Linked DNA regions of Anas platyrhynchos: region 1 is linked to region 2. A link is a contact called in public Hi-C data. All regions are on one chromosome and are shown on one strand. Each heading gives the region's core, a stretch centred on a gene start, on an enhancer-like site or on the middle of the called end of the contact. The rest is flanking DNA. Distances are from core to core; before and after follow the strand shown. Region 1 overlaps FBRSL1 (fibrosin like 1). Region 2 overlaps FBRSL1 (fibrosin like 1).

Region 1 (4,447 bases), core at 763-3,262, 45 kb after region 2:
TATGCTAAGGGATAAAGGGTTCTCTGTACAAGCATCTCTTGTGTCAAGGGATGTTTGAAAGAGATCTTATCTGGACTAAACTTTAAATCAGTAAATATTATAGATAACGGAGATTAAATCTGCCAGTTATATGCACACGTGCCTCTGGCTGCGCAAAAATATTTCACTTGCCTTTCAGAGCATCAACATGGCCCATGCTTAGTTCAGTAGCTGCTTTTAATCATTTTACTTGGCTCCCCTAAAGAGTCCTCACACTAACTCAAAGCACACTATCTTTTTCATTTCCTTTTTTGAGGGCAGCAAGAGGGATCAAGACGAGAGTAGCTACAATATAAAACAGATGCTTTAATGTTTGTGATCTTTAATGTTTCCCGAGTTTTTACTACCATGTAATTTTAAGGGCTAATTATGAAATTACTGTCTATGTTCAAAAGAATTTTCTTCCAAACCAACATGCAAGCTCCTTACCAGCATCCAAGTCATCTACAGAGACATTTTAGTAGGGGAAACAGTTCTGTGTCGAGGGGGCTTCTTGACTAACCGTCCCCCCTTATTATCTGACTCAGTCTCAAATGTACGATATTTTTTGGTAATTCCCAAACACTAAAGCTGAAACAAAACAGATGCCAGTCTGTGTTAGCGTTACAGTAAGCTTTACAACCCTAAACACAACAGAGCAATAATGCGGTGCGATGCCGTTGGCTTGCCTTCCTAGCGTTCGTATTTGAAGAAACCAAGCTAAATGAAAACCCTCTTTCTTGAAACTGAACTCGACAGACCAAGTTTCTGGACAGGTCTGAGCTTGCACTCCGCAGACACGCAGTTAGTGGGTTCATGCTAAGAGAGGCAGGGGCGTCCTTCACCAGTGGGGCAACGGGACACGAACAGAATGTTTCACCTTCAGGAAAGGCAGGACCTAGGGAAGCACTTTTGGGTGGATGGGGAAATAACAAAAAAATCTGCCTTGCAATGTCACTCTGGATAAAAATAAAATAACCTGTGTGACGTTCCCTCCCTTTGCTCCTCGATTCTTCACGGCCTCCCCCCGTTAGCTGCAACTTACCCAAGGCTTTGCACGGATATTTCTCCGTCTGCAGTTACAGACGTGTGATCGCTACAGGAAGCGCTCGAACCCCAACGATTATGATTAGGGATATCGCGAGCACTCCCCTCACCAGCAGCCAGCTTTCAGAACCACTTTGCTCTCTGTAATTGTAGTCTTCAGCTGGAAGTTTTCTCACTGAAAACACTTTTAACACTTCTGTTTTGACCAATACAGCTACTAAGGACAGTTATCTGCTATCAGGATCTTCCTGTTTCTGACAGTCAAACCCAAGATACACTTAATGCAAGCAGAGGCCAAATGTAATAATTTAAAAATGCACAAACGAGCGTACTGTAGGGGTGCATTAGCAGCCTGCTGCTTGCATTCAGCTCTGCTATTGTGCTGCCTTGCTGCCAATACATGCTTGCCAATTCCAGTAACCACACTTTACAAACCAATTGTTATTAATAGGAATCCTAAGCTGCATGCACACACACAAAGGACTCCACAGCTTCAACACACAGCAAAGTTCAGTTTTTCTTCAGAAGCTATATAAAGTTTAGGAAAAATTTCAACTGCGTGTTTGCAAGGAAGGGGTAGGAAAGCACGCAGAGGGACGTGCTCTGCTCAGCTGCCGTGCGCTGATGAAGGTCCCAGCTCCCACCCCGACTTCACCACCAGCAGCTGTGCTGAGCATCTAGGGCAGCAATGCTCCCGGTCAGGAACGGAGCTGGATGTCACCAAGATAAATGCAACAGGGCCAATGGTTCTGAACGTTCGTGCAAGTGAATATGCTTTGGGACTGTCACGCACACCTCCACGGTGCAGAAATAAAGATTCTTTTCATCATTTTCACTATTACGATTTTCTTTGGGGATCTGTTGTTGCTCGGTAATTGCGTTCCACCAGCCCTGCACGCAGTCGCTGTCACGCTCACCCTGCGAGCCGACTAATTGTGTCAACAGAGATAAGGCTCACAGCCAGCCCCGGGAGCTCTGCCGGACGCAGCCTGACGGAAGGTGGGTGAGGGGAGGCAAGCCTTGAAAGCTCAAAAAGTAAGCGGATTTTAGAGAATCATGCTTTCCAGTCTCAGGATGTGTGGCAACCTACAAAAAAACATGTTTAAAAATCCAGTCAAACACGCAGAGGGGAGCAAAACTCACTCAGGTAAGGTAACGTGTCATGAAGTGACTAATGGTACCACTAAGACTCAATTGACAGCAAGAAGACAACAAAGAAAATATACTGCTCCGGTTCATTTTTCCTTCATGCTCCCTCAATAAATCCAAGGCAGGGAAACCAAGCTTTCAAACCACCCAATGGCAGCAGAAAATGGTGCAAACCAGCAAAATTCCAGCCTGAAACAGAGAAAATAACGCACAGCAGAGCAATAGCACTCAATTTTACTTTCATCCCTGCAAAACCACGGCTGTCTACTGAACCACATGGCGCACACTTGGGTTTTCCCCCAGAAAAAAGCCCTGGTGTACGTATCACCACGTCACTGCCGAATGCCCTGCCCAGATGAGGGCTGCCCGCCCTTGGCAGCTTGGGGTGGCTGGATGTGCTTCCCGAGCTCACTGCTGGCACATGGGGACCGTCGCGTGTGTTTTCCGAGTTCGTTCCCTTACTGCATCTGAGGTTTGTTCTTCCCCTTCTCCTAGGCCTCCCCTCCTCGTCCTGCCACGCTGGGGCTGCCCAGGACCCTGCACTGCCTGCCCGGCACAACCTGGGTTAGGGTTAGGGTTAGGAGCAGGCAGCACTGTTCGAACGACAGCCACCCGTGGTGAGTCCCGTAACGGGACCAGGCTTCTCTTCACCACTCCTGGAACTTTAAAATATGAAAAGCGCTGCCCTTGTGCATTCTGCCATTTCGGTCAGGGAGGAAAAACGCATTCAGCTTTTCAATGGAAGTTGTTTCAGAGGATTTGGCATGCAGTGTTTTTGAAAGGGTCACAAAACGGAGCTAATCCCTTGATTTCAACTTTGGTTTAAATGTTTCTGTGAACAACAAACGGTGGTTGAAATCCACCGTGATTTCAAAAGTCAGGAGGCTCAAAGTGAAGAGACCTCAGTGTCATTTGTGTCCACACCATCCAAGAGTCCATCACACATCCTCAACTGTTTGGGCAAGAAAGAGCCAAACTGCTAATTATGTTTTCTGTGAATAGTTAACTGGAAAGGTTGGTGTTACCCTGTTTTCTTACAATCCCTGGCAGCAAGAAAACAAAACAAAAAAGACTTTTTACCTACTCATCACTTTAATAAAACGTCAAAAACACACAGGATCACTTGAGCATGCGGATTTGACTCCATTATTATACCATATAATTTCAACAGCCTGTGGTTTTATTGTCCACAAAAAGCAGCAACTTGCTGAAGTGAAAACACCAGTGGTATTGCATTTGTGGTGTAACACCGCAATACGCTCACAATCATAATGCCGAAACTTGTTTGTATTTCCTCATGTGTCTAAGTCACCAAGGCATTCTGGAACAATTGCTTTTTTATTTTTTAAAGAAAGACTGAATAGGTGAAAATACAGCTATATATTTACTCAAATAAAAATAAGAGGTCACCACACGCGTTACAGGAATTGCTGCATTTAAAATGACTCAGCTCTGTCCCGGCAGGGCCAGCCAGCGCTGATACTGCTGCATCAAAACCAGATTTCATTCCTTACCTTCCCTGCCCCACATATCTCTAATATTTATGGGCAGTCTGGTAATGGAGATTAGACTATGACTTATCAGGCTGCAATAAGGCATGTTAACATGGAATTATGGCCTTTTAGCATAACCAATAATGATGGGTAATGCTATTTACCTGAAGAAAGAAACATCGCTGTCACAGCTGCAGCTCATTCTAGTGAGTATAATTTAGTTCAATCATTTATAAATGCCTGCCTTGCTTATGCTTTCCATTTTAATTTCCTTGTACTCCTTTAGTACTCCTTGTACTAAATCTCACCATATTTAGAAAGACATTTTGGATGTCCTACATAATAATCTCTGACGGTAACCAAAAGGAAAAGCAGGGCTGACACGCACTATTATTTAGCCCAAGTGAGATCCCCCGACCAGCCCAGCCAGCTGAGGACTAATCCTGCAAACACGGGCACGCACCTGAGGCACAACCAGCCCTGCTGGCTGCAGCACGGTGACTCACACCCGCTGCCAAGTGTTTGCACAACAGATGGAGACCAAACACGTATGAATAGGTCTGAGGTTACACTTCAGGTCCCCAGTATTTTTCTTAATCTCTTCCTTTACGCAACAAAACTGTTGTATTTAAAGCTGCGTGGTGTCCTGCATCAACAGCACATGCAACCCCGCTCAACACTGAAGACCAGAAAGCTGCTAATTCTGCTATTTCTGCGCTTCTACGCTCAACATAAGACCC
Region 2 (4,242 bases), core at 545-3,044:
TGGCTGAATGTGAGTCCTGCCCCACTCGGTGACACACGAGCAAAGCAAGCACCGACCTCGGCGAAGCTGGAGGTTGGAATGCTCCGAGCCCTGGCACCTCTAACACACCCGTATCGCGGTGTTCCAAGTCAGCTGCTAATGGATCCCCCGAAACGCCAGCTCTAGAGACAGGCAGACAGGGTCCTCCACCGCGAGGTAAGAAGTGAAGGCTCAGATAATTCTTCAGCACAAATACACATCAGCGTGGTTCAATACAAACCCTCCTCACCGCGAACAAAAGGGACCAATGCATCAAAGGTGCTAAGCGTTCCCATCTCTCACATTGCAAAAGCTCCCACCGAGCATCCATCAGCTCACAGAACATAACCGAGCATCCATCAGCTCACAGAACTGCAACGCCCTGGAAAATAGAGCAAAGCCTGCTTTCCCGGCAGAAAGCAGCATGGCAGGGACAGGCAGCCCCACTTCCCCTGGCACGCAGCTAACCACGACAGCGGCTGCTAGTGAGAGCTGCAGCAGCACCTGCAAGCCGGAGCTGTTCGAGACCTCTGACAGCTAAGCAGAAGAATGGTGAGGGCACAAGGTGCTCTCATATTCAGATACCCAGCACTGACTCTTCAGGTGTAAATCAAGACAGAATTCACCTCCAAATGATTTTTAATATAAAAATATACTGCCTCCCAACTCCTCCTGGCAGGTATGCTACCAAACCAACACAGACCACCAGGCTGGGCTGGATTAATCCCAGACTGAACCATGGCCTCTTGTTTAAAAGGTTGAATTCGGAGATACCCAGAGATGGGATCATCACGATCCTTGATAAACTGCTACAGCGGTTAATTATTCATCTTGGTACGATTTCACACTTATCTCCAATCTAAATGTATCAGTGTTACAGCCTTCCAGCTGCTGGATCTTGTCACTGCTCTGACTGCCAGACGAAGAGCCCTCTATTACCATGCTTCTCTTCCCCATACAGGTTGTTATAAATTGTAAGCGTCTCACCCCTCAGCCTCCTACAATAAAATAGCCGGAGCTCCTGGAGTCCTTCCCTGCGAGACAGATTTTCCTATCCTTTAACAATTCCCACGACGCCTTCCTGAAGTCTCTCCAATTTTTACGCGTGCTTCCTGAGCTGTGAGCACCAGGCTGGGATGCCGTGCTCACCTCAGAGCTGCTCAGCCCAGCCTTTCCCTGCCTGTACATTCAAGGATTTGCTAATCCTGGGCACTGCTAGGCTGTGAAAACCCCGATTCAGACAGTTATCCATCCTGACACCCATGCCTCTTTCAGGCTCAGCTGTTGCTCAGGAGGCAGCTATCCATCCTCCATCTCCTCATTATACACCAAGGGCCCTCATTTCACCCGCAGAGCAGGGCGTTTTATTACCCCAGAACACGTTGTTCGCAAAGCAATCCCAGTCACTCCAGTCCTGTTCCTTATCTTGCACTCCACCTAATCTGCGTGTTATCTGAGGACTTTGAGTAATGGTGCTATTTTTTTTTCCCCCTGGGTCACTGATTAAAAGAAGTTAAACAGTGCCATGCTAAGGACCTAGTACAAACATACCTTCTGAAAGCTGGCTCTTTTTTTTGCCTGCCCTATTTTGAAACCTTCCTGCCTGACAGTTCAGAGCCCAGCTCTCGCGCTGTTTCCATTAAATATCCGCATTAACAAAATAAGAAAGCCGGGACAAAGCCACTCCACTTCAAAATACATTCAGTCAAATATCTGGGGCTTTCACAGCTGACTGTGAGAGACCTTGGAGAAAACCACCAGCCGCCAACTACCTTGCCATTAGCAGACGGCTTCGAGCTGATTTCAGGCGTGCAGGGGCCCCTCATCCAGCCGCCTGCTCGGCCACCTCCCCTGCCAAGCCCGGGGCTGTGAGGCTGAGGAAGGGAGAGCTCCTGCTCCCCAAAGCAGCTCCTCAAGGTCACGCCGAGTGGCCTCCTCCAGCATAGGCAAACACCCAGGGCTGTGCCTTTGAAGCGCAGAGCAGCTGGTCCTTGTAGCTCTTCCCAGCGGGGTCCCCTAACACAACGTGACAGAATTCGGGCGTCTGCAGTGCGAGGAGCTCCAAGCAGGGTGAGAACAACGCTCTGTGAGCGAGCACGGCACAGACACGAGGCTGTGCAAGATGTGCCCCACGGCTTACAGCTACCAGCCTCACCCTGCCTGCAGCTGTGCTGCGCCACCTCGCCTTGCTGGGAGGCTGGAAGGAAACAAGGTGTTTTTAGAGTACTCCTGCTGATTGCGAGGTACTTTCTGGGGTTATTCAGTAGTTCTTTCTGAATGTAACTGGACACTGCAAAAGGGAGCTTGCTCCTCTGGTGGAGAAGGGGCAGGACATGATCTGGACAAGGAGCAGCGCCGAGCTGCACCCACCCCTCCACACCAACACAGGGATGGGTCAGGAAACCACGCAGCACCTCCACTTCCACCAACCAGACCTCACACTCCTCATTCCCTGCTTCCATCACATTTCTCTGCATCGAAATCCCCTAACTTCCAACTCCTGCTGCTGAGTCATGGCCTCTTAGAAAAGCCACAGCCAGCACCACATTTCTACAAGCCCTACGAGATCCCCCAAAGGCCAAGCTAACCCAAGAAGAGGGATGGGGGGAATGCTCTGAAGAAATGGCACAATATCCAAACACACACAGCTGAATCCTCTGGGTCTCACACTGTCTGTCCATCCTCAGGACACGAGTGCCTGTCGCTGCACTGCTCCTCCCTCCCTGCTCCCCAGAGCGGCACGGCGCTCACACGGCTCTGAAGTCGGTGAAAATTTCTAGGCCAAGAGATACCATTTGTCTCTGAGATTGCTGCTAGCTCCCAATCAAAGCAAATTTTATTCTTTAAGAAGTGCTCCTGATGGCATAAAATCACATGTAGCTTAACCTTTAGAATAACTTTGATCTTGAACTACTCCAAACCTAAGATCTGGAAACCATGTACTCTAAATGCTGCTCAGGAGTCTAAACAGCCAGCACGAGGAAAAATGTGAGCTGAAATGTATTTCTGCTGCCTCTGTGCATTGTGAAGATGGATGCCTATTTTCTGCAGCAGGAAGACCTTTCTAAAAGGATTTCTGGTCTGCTGTGGGGTCTCACCTCCACACAAAGGCAGGATGGCTCAGGAGCAAGGCTTGTCCTGTGTCTTAGAGGAGTTTGTTCCTCCTCGTGTGACTGATGACCTGAAGTGGGGTCCCTGAATACTTCCAGCTAATAAGCCCATCTTCAGCAGGTTTGTACCACAACATATGAACAACAACCTGATACAGCATCCAGCTGAAGAAACGTCGTGCCTTTCACGTCTCAAGTACTGCAGCATCTACTTAACACTGAAATAGCACCGATGGGCCCAGAGCACTGATGAAAACAAAAGCAATTTCACCTACACAACAGTGGGGATGTGACTGGTTCTTGTCAGTGCTGAGATCCTCTGCTAAGAACAGAAATAAAGGCACACAATTACATTTAAGCAGATCACCCACAATTAGCTGAGAAACAGCTGTCTCTAATTCCCCCCAAATTTAGAGAAATTAAATCCCCACTGAGATTAACCTTCCTGCTTCGCAAAACTTTATAAAGATAACTCTGGCTAAATTTCCTGGGGCAACAACCTGGAATTTCTCACGAGAGCAGCACGATAAAGCTGTTGGGAAATTCATGGTGGTGTAGGAACCCAACACAACGTGGCAGTCCTGCATGTTGCACAGCAGTGAGAGCTGGAGGAGCACCCCGTCCCCAGCACCCAGCGCAGCCAGAGGTCAGAGGAGGGGTTTGCTTCTCTCTGCATTTGGCAGGAGCGGCTTGGAGCAAGCCAGCCTTTGGCAAGCAGGTCCCAGCTGCGAGCTTTACTATAACATCAGCCCCGAAAAGCTGACAGCTCTCTCGTGTCAGTCCCATACAAGTCTGTAAGGAGTTTGCTCTCAGTGGTGACTTTTCTTACGTTTTCTCCATCGCTGCTGCCTGTGAACACCAAGGGAAGCACAGAGCAAATGTGGCCGTGTCATTTTTCAGCGCCTTTGGTGTCAGTGAAGTGACAAGCACCTGATCCTGCCTGACAGGAGCAGCCACGAGGACTCTTGAAGCAAGGCTGTGCCCCAGAGCAGGCAAACCTTCATGCCTGTTCGCTCCCGCAGCGGTTCTGAAAGCTGCACGGCTGCACCACAAACACCGTGTTTAAGCCCTCCTGCAGCAATGGTTTGACTCATCTCTGTAAAATGAGTTGCTG

What was found. Hi-C and Micro-C count contacts between places; a contact is called where the count stands out from the background.
Region 1: a Hi-C map of skeletal muscle shows a contact between it and region 2, with 1.6 times the contacts expected there. The contact joins two enhancer-like sites.

The regions. Positions count from the first base shown.
Region 1 is chr16:11,868,734-11,873,180 of IASCAAS_PekinDuck_T2T, forward strand. The region is part of intron 1 of FBRSL1 (fibrosin like 1); the gene reads right to left. Among named protein-coding and RNA genes, the nearest start is that of FBRSL1, 67 kb to the right of the region's middle. Within about 2 kb of position 2,013, at least 2 of the 8 cell types and tissues checked have an H3K27ac peak or open chromatin away from gene starts, as enhancers often do.
Region 2 is chr16:11,823,682-11,827,923 of IASCAAS_PekinDuck_T2T, forward strand. The region is part of intron 1 of FBRSL1 (fibrosin like 1); the gene reads right to left. Among named protein-coding and RNA genes, the nearest start is that of FBRSL1, 110 kb to the right of the region's middle. Within about 2 kb of position 1,795, at least 4 of the 8 cell types and tissues checked have an H3K27ac peak or open chromatin away from gene starts, as enhancers often do.